Linked DNA regions of Mus musculus: region 1 is linked to region 2. Evidence: chromatin contacts called from public ChIA-PET data. All regions are on one chromosome and are shown on one strand. Each heading gives the region's core, a stretch centred on a gene start, on an enhancer-like site or on the middle of the called end of the contact. The rest is flanking DNA. Distances are from core to core; before and after follow the strand shown.

What was found. ChIA-PET counts read pairs in DNA pulled down with a chosen protein or histone mark.
Region 1: a contact with region 2 is called in an RNA polymerase II ChIA-PET map of effector CD8 T cells, with 45 read pairs. The contact joins two enhancer-like sites. A contact is called at or near these places in 2 of 115 datasets of contacts at active chromatin or transcription factors (effector CD8 T cells and embryonic stem cells) and 1 of 9 other capture datasets (adipose tissue).

Annotation. Positions count from the first base shown.
Region 1 is chr8:111,591,920-111,597,431 of GRCm38.p6, forward strand. The region is part of intron 1 of Znrf1 (zinc and ring finger 1); the gene reads left to right. Among named protein-coding and RNA genes, the nearest start is that of Ldhd, 36 kb to the right of the region's middle. Within about 2 kb of position 3,717, at least 177 of the 459 cell types and tissues checked have an H3K27ac peak or open chromatin away from gene starts, as enhancers often do. A contact at or near this core is called in effector CD8 T cells, where this site is marked.
Region 2 is chr8:111,433,692-111,439,394 of GRCm38.p6, forward strand. No RefSeq gene overlaps it. Among named protein-coding and RNA genes, the nearest start is that of Gm24793, 18 kb to the left of the region's middle. Within about 2 kb of position 1,965, at least 50 of the 459 cell types and tissues checked have an H3K27ac peak or open chromatin away from gene starts, as enhancers often do. A contact at or near this core is called in effector CD8 T cells, where this site is marked.

The DNA.
Region 1 (5,512 bases), core at 2,467-4,966, 160 kb after region 2:
TCTACATAGTAAGTTTTATGCCAGCCAGGGCTAGAGAATATCTGTGTATCAAAACAAACAAAAAAACTAAGTCCTTAGAGTGCATCAGAAGTGTGCATCTTTGCATGTGTAGTGTGGGTGTGAGCATGTTACTGTGTGCACATTAGGGCAGAGATGAATATCGTGTGTCTTTCCTAACTACTCCCCACCTGATTTCTGAGACAAGGTTTCTCCCTGGATCTGGAGCTCCTCAAGTCAGCTGGTTCAGGCTGGCTCGACAGTGAGTTTCAGGAGCTTCCTGTGTGCTTCTGGCTCCACTCGATGGACTGAGCCATCTCTCCAGCCTGCACACATGGATCTTGATGAGTCCCTGAATCCTGGGACCTCCCGCATGCCTTTTCCCTGTCACCACCCCATCAGATAATTGCGGTCCTGCCTTGGAATAGATCTGCCTGACTTATTCTTGTACTTAAAATGAGGAAAGCCAGTTTGTGCTTGTAAGTCTGCCTCCTTGTTTGTGGAGCCAGCGAGCATATTGCAGTGTGGTGCTGACCTTTAGTTAGTCCTGCAGTAATAGTCTGCACTATGTGAATGAACTATATACGTTATCCATTTGCTCTTACACTGCAGCTGCATAGCCTGAAACTGCATTGTATAACAGCCGTTCATTCTGTGGGCATGTGAGGAACAGCTTGCCTCTGTTTCATGAAGAGACCAGAAATCAGCTGAGAGTCTAAAGGCGGCATCTTGGGATGGTGTGAGGTTTGAATGAGAATGTCCCACCCTCCATGTATTTGAATAACTGGCCCCAGCTGGTGGGATTGTTTGTAAGGATCAGGAGGAGTGGCCTTGTTGGAGGTGTGTCTCGGGGGTGACTCTGAGGTTTCAAAAGCCCACGGATTCCCATTTAGCTCCCTCTGCCTCTTGCTTATGGGCCAAGATCTAAGCTCTGAGCTACTCCTCCATCCCCATGCCTGCCTGCTGCCGTGTTCTCTGCCATGTTCCCTGCCATGATGGTCATGAGCTCTAGCTCTGAAACCGGGAGCTCCAAATAGACTCTTCTGTAAGTTGCCTTGGTCACGATGTCTTATCACAGCAGTAGAAGAGTAACTGAGACAGGTGGTTCATTCACTCACATGCCCGGCTCTCAGTAGAGACTTCTGCAAGGCTTGTCAACCCATGGTCTCTGTGTGGTCTAGCTTCCTTCCAGTGTGATGGCTAGTGGTGAAGGCAAGGTTCTAAAGAGCTGAGTAGCAGCCATATCCTTTGTTTGTCTCTGCCCTGTACAGCATGACTGGTATATTCTTCATCCGAATAGTTCCAAGGCCACTCAAGCCCAAGGGAAGGGACATAGACTCCAGCACTAAATGAGGGGTGTCAGGAGTTCTGGAAGTGTGCGAGAGTAAAAACAGTACTGAGGACATTTTGGGACACATTACACTTTGCAGCTGTTGGTAGGTATAGTATTGTATGATGATGTCATTCCTTTCTGAGGAGCCACATTAAAGAACTCAACTGGCCACCTCAAGGCCTTAGTTGCTTTTTTTTTAGACTGCCCTTCTTTTTAATGATGTCTTTCCTATATTACCACGATCCTAGCCCCAAAGTTCAGTGTAGCCCCACTCCTTGTGCTAGCACCTTGTCCTGGCCCTATTATAATTCAGGCAGTGAGGCGTGCTTTGCCTTTTAATTGTTTTCTTGTGCCCTATCAAGAGCTGGAGCTCCATAAAGCAGCTCTTTCCTCCCCTGTGTGCTGTTCAGTGTCTTTCCTTCCCTGAGTCTGGCATGTAGTAAGCTACAGTGGAGTGGAGAAAATGGACCTAGATTTTGGTGTCTGCATGCTAGAGACAGTGATCTGTGTACCAAACACATAGGAACTCCTGTAGCCAGTGAAGTGTTAAAACAGGATGCAACTTTGGATTGTCTTTTCTCTTCTATAGGTTAGAAATGTAAACATAACAGAGTCCTTTAACTGGAAGTAGATGGAAGTAGATGGCCCAGTGCGCAGCAGTCCTAGGCCCTCGTTGTGATGGGAGGAATTGCAGTGAAGAGGGCTGAAGGGGCTCCATCTGAGTCCCTCTGCTTTTACACTGAGATGCAGAAGCTATGTTAAGTCCAGTGATTGCCACATAAGCCACTAGTCACACCATTCCCGTGTGTGAACTGCAAGAAGACCACCTTGCTGTGACTTACAGGAAGAAGTGAGGCATCTTTTTTCAGTGCTCCTGACCCTACCCCTCAGATCCTATCTTGTTGGGTAAAAGAAAGTATTTTTTTAAATTGAGGGAGCTGTGAAGGTGGCTTAAGGGCCCACAGACACCAGAAGAGGGTGTCAGAGGCCCTGGAACTAGAGCTAGAGATGGCTGTGAGCTGCCATTCGGGTGCTGGGTATCAAACCCAGATCCTCTGTAAGAGCAGTGATCTTAGCCACTGTGTCATCTCTCCAGCCCCCAAGACTTAAAATAGTTGTGTATAGATGCATTTTTATTTCCTTCCTGCCTGCCTTCCTTCCTCCCTCCCTCTCCCCCCCCCTGTGTGTGTGTGTGTGTGTGTGTGTGTGTGTGTGTGTGTGTGTGAGAGAGAGAGAGAGAGAGAGAGAGAGAGAGAGAGAGAGAGAGAGTTCTTGTTCCTTGGCCTTTGTTTTTAGATCTGCCACTGTATGTGTATTGAGTCCATTGTTTGTGTCTGCTTGCTTGGGAACTCTTGTACTGTCTCAGTGTGCATGTTCTCTGTTGCACCAACCATGGTCTCCCATGGTGCTGTTCTGGGATGTCCTACAGTGTGCTGTGACAAACATCCACTGTGTCTGAGAAATAACCCAGAAGTGACGTTGCTAGGTCATATAGACCTTTGTGGGACCTCTTCTAAGGACTCAGATGTCACTGTGTCCCATTTCCCCCTGGTTTCCTGTATGGTTACTTCAGATGTCCCAACTTTACCCTAGATCTGGAATTTTGCAGTGATAGCAAGAAAGGCTGGGATTTTATTCTCTTGTAGGTTTTACTGTTTTGACCTACTTTGAACTGTTCAAATGCCCGCTGTTCCTTCTGTTAATTGTAGAGATTCACTCTCCTGTCCTGAGTTTGTAACTTGTTTCTGAGTCCTGTATGGAGGCAGTAGGTACAGTGGCCAAATATAGAGTGAACATGCTGATCTGGGCACACACTTGGCTTCTGTCTGCGTGTGCCAGTCTCGTCCATAAGCTGGAAACAGGCAGACAGGCCACAGGATGGGTATCAAGAGTCTACATGCCAGCATACACCAAATCTGCCCATTCTTTCCTTCCTGCTGGGAGACAAGAACAGCACAGCATGACTATCTAGAAGAAAGAGCACAATGCTCTAAGTTTAATGGAACATTTATGGTGGACTCATGTCTAGGATTTACTTCAAAATAATCTGGGGCAGGGAAAGTAGCTATGGTGAACAGTGTAAAATTTGCCATCCAGATTTAGACACATCTAAGACTAAAGGAGAGAACTATTCATTGCACTAGGATAGCAATCCATAACCAGATTGTCCTAGCAAACCAAGATATGTATACCTCAGGCAAGCATGAGATGGGCCTGTCCCGGAGTTGGTCATTGTTGAGGCTAGGCGGCTAGTACTTGGAAGCTCATTCTATTTTTTGTTTGAAGATTTCCATAATAGAAGAGATTTCTAAGATATTTTTTAGACTGCCACAGTGGCTGTAGTCCCCCCAAAGGAGCTATGGAGATTGTGAAGCTGGGGATTTAGCCCAATGGGAGAGCATTTTCTATACACAAGGCTCTGGGTTTGATACCTATATCTTCTCTCACCACCCCCACTCCGTTCCCCTTTCAACCTCCAAAAATAGTCCCTTTTGCTCTGAAAGTGGTTGTTGGGACCCTTGCCAGCCCATTAAGAGTAGTAAGCTTAGGTCATCTCTGCTGGCTGCACCCTGGGCACCTCTAGAAGGGCCCCTCCACCTGCTCTTGTTGACAGGAAGAATGAGAGGCTGCAGGTTGCTCTAGCCTAATGGGATTGGTTCAGCCTGCCCGGGGACCAACCGCAACAGTTCCCTTCACAAACACACCACTGTCTGGTAGAGATCTGTACACAGGCACATGCGATTGTTATCTGTGGCAGGCAGGAAGCAGTCTGCAGACAGCGGGCTCTTAACCGACATTCTGCGGCGCGCGCACTTCCCTGTCCTACTTACCCCTCGCCCTGGTTTCAGCAGTTGCTGGAACTGAGAAGTTGAAGGCAGCCTCTGCCGGGGTAAACTCCAGCAGTGGGTGCACATACCTGTAGTTGGTTAGCTCTGTGCAGTAGTACACGGTTGGTCCTCCTTCATACGGTTCCATGAGAACTTGGCGTAGTGCTTCTGGAAACGGATGGATCCTGAGCCCATCCCAAGAGTCCCAAGAATCTATGTATAAGGTCTATTCACCAGATAAGCCTAATCCACTGTGGACATTTCTGTTCAGTTCCCTAAGGACACCCATTGATTCACCAAGAGTAGAAATTATATTTAATTCTCTGCTGTGTATCCTACTGTTCAATATAGAGTAAATGTGAATGGACAGACTGACTGATTTAATGCCCATCCTGAGTTTGGCCAGCAGTTATGTTTTCATTGGTACCTAGAGAATAGAATGTACTCTGTGGGTGTAAAGATTATACTCCAAGTCCTCTCTGGAATCCCGTCATCTGGTGTGGTGTAAGCGGTGGGGTCTGTGGGAGGTGCTTGGCTTTAGATAAGGTTGTTACAATGGAGTCTTGATCATGGAGTTGTGCTTTTAGACGAGACAGAGTCACCAGCACTCTCTACCATGTTAGGACACAACAAGAAGGCTGTTGCCTACAGGCCAGGAGTAAAACACTACATCTGCTAGCACCTTGTATCTTTGGCTTGAAAGTCAATAGAACTGTGAGAAATAAATATTTGCTCTTTAAGCTACTGGTGGTCCACAGTATTTAGTCATAGCAACCCAAATGGACTGCGAGAGCCCAGATAATTTTCAGCAGGACCAAAGAATCCCAATTATTCCGCTTTGCCTTCTTTTCTGAGACAGGGTCTCACTCTGTAACCCTGTCTGACCTGGAACTTGCCTTAGCCTCAAGTACTGGGATTAAAGGCGTACAGCCTCGAGTCGGGAGGTGATGTGCCTGATGCTGGCTTCATTTCTCTTGAACAGAGAGAAAGCATCTGAGCACTGGTGCTGAGTCGAGATCTGTCTGTCTGTCTGGATGGGTGCTTTTTAATTCTTGCCACATATTTCAATAAGCAGTATTTGTCAATATTTATGTTTCTGAAGCCAATCTTCTGGGAAATTGGTGTGCTGACTGGAAATAAGGAAATGTTAAAACCAATATAAAAATAGTCCTCAAGGCAAAATGTCAAAGTGAAGAAGGAGTTTGCAGTTTGTGGTTCTCTCATCTCATAGGCATTTATGAGGGAAAGGTCCAGAACACAGACTGCATAGGACATAATTTGTCTGCTGCCTTGTGCTTGTCCGTGATGTAACTTTCTGTTACAGATTGCTTGCTTTCAGTAGGAGGGCCTTGGC
Region 2 (5,703 bases), core at 715-3,214:
TGCCCCATTTTTAATGAGGTTATTTGAATTTCTGGAGTCCAGCTTCTTGAGCTCTTTGTATATATTGGATATTAGTTCCCTATCAGATTTAGGATTGGTAAAAATCCTTTCCCAATCTGTTGTTGGCCTTTTTGTCTTATTGACAGTGTCTTTTGCCTTACAGAAGCTTTGCAATTTTATGAGGTCCCATTTGTCAATTTTTGATCTTACCGCGCAAGCCATTGCTGTTCTGTTTAGGAATTTTTCCCCTGTGCCCATATCTTCGAGGCTTTTCCCTACTTTCTCCTCTATTAATTTCAGTGTCTCTGGTCTTATGTGGAGGTCTTTGATCCACTTAGACTTGAGCTTTGTACAAGGAGATAAGAATAGATCAATTCGCATTCTTCTACATGATAACCGCCAGTTGTGCCAGCACCATTTGTTGAAAATGCTGTCTTTTTTTCCACTGGATGGTTTTAGCTCCCTTGTCAAAGATTAAGTGATCATAGCTGTGTGGATTCATTTCTGGGTCTTCAATTTTATTCCATTGATCTACCTGTCTGTCACTGTATCAGTACCATGCTTAGCTTGCTTTCTTATAGAACCTAAGACTACCAGCCCAGGGATGGCACCACCCACAAGGGGCCCTCCCACCTTGATCACTAATTGAGAAAATGCCCGACAGCTGGATTTCATGGAGGCATTTCCTCAACTGAAGCTCCTTTCTCTGTGATAACTCCAGCTTGTGTCAAGTTGACACAAAACCAGCCAATACACATTTAATATTAGGGGAGTGACATGTACCATATTGAGCTTGCAGAGGTCCAAAGAGGTTTTCTCATCCTATCAGGGAACCCAGGGATCCAACTCAGGTTGTCAGGTTTTCATGGAACGTGCCTTTAACCACTGAGATACCCAGCTAGCTCTGAACTTCTTTTCTTTTCTTTTTGTTTTTAAAGATTTATTTATTTACTTTATGTATATGAGTACACTGTGGCTGTACAGATGGTTGTGAGCCTTCATGTGGTTGTTAGGAATTGAATTTTTAGGACCTCTGCTTGCTCTGGTTAACCCCACTTGCTCCAATCAACTCTACTCGCTCAGTCCCTGCTCTCTCCTTGCCCAAAGATTTATTTACTATTATACATAAGTACACTGTAGTTATCTTCAGATGCGCCAAAAGAGGACGTCGGATCTCCTTACATATGGTTGTGAGCCACCATGTGGTTGCTGGGATTTGAACTCAGGACTTTCAGAAGAGCAGTCAGTGCTCTTACCTGCTGAGCCATCTTGCTAGCCCTGGACTTCTTTTCAAGACCTCGGTTTTGACAGGTGACACAAAGAACACTTTTAGGTTTTTAAGGTCAGAGTTGGCCCAGGCCTGGCCAGGTGGTATCTATCTATGCTCAGAGGAACTGGGCCAGAACCTCCTGAGTTGGGCTATGGAACAGGGTTGTCACTGGTTTGCTGTTCTAGAGATTCAGTGACCCAAAGTCAACCTTGGTTAGATTTATCCTGAAATAAGTCATCCATCTTAGACTTTGGATTTGGAACGGCTCATAAGGACTTGTGTGTTGAAAGCTTGGTCCCTGGCACAGCAGGAGTCAAAGGTCAGGATTTTGTAAGGTGACTGAATCATCTAAATCATGGGGCTCTGGACTCATGGATGGATTAACTCATCAAAGGGATTATAATTTAATGACATCCTTGGGAAATGGTAGAAACTATGGGACTGAACACTCTGAAAGCATAAATCAAGCTAAACCATTTCTCTTTGAAACCATCTATCCAGTGATTTGTCCTAGAGACAGAAAACTAACACAAATTTTAAACCGAGTGCCCTTCTGAGTAGCCCCAGTCTCATGCCGTCCTGTTCCATCTTGCTTGGAACATGAATCATGCCTTGGTCCAGTGTACCCACTGTGAATACCCACTATCTGTTACTCACTCAGGAAGTGTCTCAGGTTTCAGACATCTGTCAAGGCGTAACCCTCATTGTATTTCCTGTCCCCAAAGCACAAGCGAAACGGTGCTGATCATTTGAACGTGCTGAAGAGAAGACATTAAAATGCTTTACGTGAAGGGGATAACTTCTCTTATTTGCATGTGTGTGCTTGTGCGCGGGTGGATATAAGCTCGTGGAGGCCAGAGGAGGATGCTGCCGCCCTCTCCAGACATTCTCCATTAATTCTTTTGAGATGGGGCTCTCTCCTTGAACCTGGGGCTGGAGTCTGAATTTCAATTGAGCTGGAAACCAGCAATCCCCTGTGATCCTCTTGTCTCCCGCCCCCTCAGAACTGGGGTTACAGGAACTTACAGGGATGTAGGATCTGAATTCCAATCCACACAACTGTGAACTAGGATTCCTAACAGCTAATCCATCTGTCCAACACTATATGTTCTTGACAACATGGAAAGAAAAGAATACATTTGTTTACATATATTGAAGGTGATAGACTCAATGTAAAAATGAATCCTTTATTTATGAAGTCATGAAGGTACAGAAATTCATGCCAGTCTCTTTAATTCTTTCAGAAACAAGGGCTTGCTGTGTAACCTTGTGTCGCGCCCGCTCTCGACCAGCAAGAATGACGCGACCACCAGTCCTTCTAACAGCAGTTTATTCAGTCCTGATTCTTCTTGTTTATATCTCCCCCGAACCCTGGGCCTCTCACTCCTTTTATACTCTCTCTCATCCACATACTGCAGGCCACGCCCCCTTGCCAGTCACAAGGCTTCAGCTAATCAGGGCAGCAGGGGCAAATCTCCACCAAATTGGATTCACCTGTATCCTGGTACACCTGCGCAGCACTCAAGATGTTTGTGTCTTATATGAGGAAGTCAGGTGCAAGTCATATGACTTAGCTGCAGTCCCTGGCGCCTTTGGGACTGCCGCCACACCAGCTCCCCACAACCTTGGGTGACTTTGAACTCACATTGGCCCTCTTGCCTCAGCCTCTCAAGTGCTAACATCACAGACAAGCAGCGCCACGCCTGACCTTGTGCCAGCTTTCTTCAGCACCTCAGGATTTACCCAGCTAGCCCAAAGTGGCACTCCCTTGCCAACCATGCTTGGCCTGCATTCAGAATTAGCACCTACATTTGCTCTTTTCTCTTGGTGACTCCTTGGTACGGTCCTGACCTCTGGTCCCCTGTAACTCCCTAAAACAACAAAGACACAAGGTCATTGTGGGTGGCATACTTTTTAAAACATTGACAGGAAAGGGTAAAAATAGGGGAAGGTAGCAGGGAACACTTCAGATTTAATGGAGATGACTGCCTTTCTCCGTCTCCTTCAAATCCATGGCCCTTTCCACACTGACTGATATTGCTTGCATGTATGGATATGCATATACATATTTATTCTTAAATAGAGCCTGCTCCATCCATATTATATTTACATTTCTTTTTATTACTTCTTTCTATAGATTCCCCATGAACAAGAAAGTTCTTCTCATCTTATTAGTCGGGGGGAATGGAGCTTTCGTTTGTTTTGTGTTTTCTGCCTTCTGAGGACATAGCAGCTCCTGAGCATGACACAGGCTGGCTCTCTCCTTCCCTAGACACACATCGTGAGCAAGGCTCCTATTGTGTATTACTTTCCCTGCTGCCAACTGAGAGCAGGATCCTCATAACTTGGCTCTACTACTAGTGGTTTTCACTGTAGAAATATAGAATTAACCAAGTCACTGCTAGTCATTGAAAGCCAAGATTTTCCTCATGTGTCTAAATCTACTTTGAACTGGATATACAGCCGAGGATGACCTTAACTGATCCTCCTGCCTCTGCTTCCGGAGTGCTGGGATTATAGACATGTACCACCGCACCTGGGTTCAGCTACCGCAGCTTTTGTTGTTTTGAAACAAATCTCCTCTGTGTAGCCCTGGCTGTCTTGGAACTCTCGATGTCAACCAGGCTGATCACAGAGATCTGCCTGCTCTGCCTCCCTAGTGTGCCACCACACCCGACTTTCCTGAACCAGCCTTACAAGAGTGCTTTCTGGTGAGTCTGTGCAGAAATGGCCCCTCAGTCTTGCTGTTAAATCATGCTGTGTCATGATGTGACAGAGCGAGAGAAATCAGTCCAAAGGACAGCAAAAACTGCTCCAATCTCAGTTTTGAGAGAATTGCATTACATTAGTTTTTTGTTGTTGTTGTTGTTTTGTTTGTTTTTTTCTGCGTAGGGACCGAGGGGCATGTGTGGAGGTCAGAGGGTAACTTGGACGGGTTGGTTCTCTTCTTCCACTGTGTGGGTCCTGAAGTTTGTCTTGAATCCAGGTAAGCTGCTATCCCACCTCACTGGCCCCAGTCATCCACTATCTCTCTCTCTCCCTCCCTCCCTCCTCCCCTCCTTTTTCTTTCTTTCTTTCTCTTTCTTTCTTTCTTTCTTTCTTTCTTTCTTTCTTTCTTTCTTTCTTTCTTTCTTTCTTTTTCTCTCTTTCTCTCTTTCTCTTTCTTTGTTTATATTTTTGACCCAGGCCTCACCACGGTAGGCCTGTCTGGCTCTGAACTCGAAGTGATTCCTGTGCCTCTGCCCACCAAGTGCTAAGATGACCAGCGTGTGTTAGCATCACTACCCTTATTTTCATCTTCCAGTCCACTCAGGATTCTCCCACCACTTCCTGTCATCTTCGTCGTCTTCTGTGAGCTTGGTGGATGCCCCTAAGCCAATCACCCCGTGACTAAGCTTGAGATAAGATTTGGCCACACTCTGTTTTCTTACTAAACAACCATATTTAAATTGTGTTTCTTGGGCTGGAGAGATGGCTCAGTGGTTAAGAGCACTGACTGCTCTTCCAGAGGTTCTGAGTTCTATTCCTAGCAACCACATGGTGCCTCACAACCATCTGTAATGGGATCTGATGCCCTCTTCTGGTGTATCTGAAGAGAGCAATGCTGTACTCATATACATAAGGAAGCAGGAATAGGTGGGTTGGGGAGCAGGGGGGTTATAGGGGACTTTCGGACAGGAAAATAGGAAATGGGATAGCATTTGAAATGTAAATGAAGAAAATATCTAATAATAAATAAATAAATCGTTAAACTGTGTTTCTCACTTAATTAAATTATGTCACTGACGTAAGGGGCCAATCCCCAGAACCCTCACAGTGGAAGGTAGGAACCAACTCCCAAAGGTTGTCTCCCAACTCACGTGCCATGGTAGCAGCTCTTCCCCACCTAAAGTTTTAGAAATGTAAAATGCAGCTAAAAATGCTAAGTGGTTTAATTTAAACGATAACGGGAGAAGTCGTTCATACCTAACGAAAGGTAGGATTTCCCTTGGCTTTTCTCTGTTGGAAGGGGCCTATATTTCTTCAGTCACTGAATGGACTGGACAAACAGAGAACATCTCACACTTTACTGGATAGGATGAAGACCCAACAAAAAGCCCTGGTCTGTGGTCTTGAGAGAGAGACAAAAGAAAAGGAAGCCTGTGAGCTGAGGCTGCCAGGCATCCACCTCTCTGCCTCCTGACTACAGACACAGTGAGACCAGCAGCCTGAAGTTTCTAGAACCATGACTCCCCACCATGAGGGACTGGACCCTCCAACGGGGAGCCGAAGCAAACCTTCCCTCTTCTGACTATGTTGATCCTGGAAAGAGGACGGTGACTGGAGCACGGACCTTTCGGTTTACAACTGGAGAAGCAGGTTTTGGCCTGTTTGGATAACTCTGGGCTTTTTCTCCTGCTTTCAGATGGAAACGCTCAGATTTGTAGGTGCTC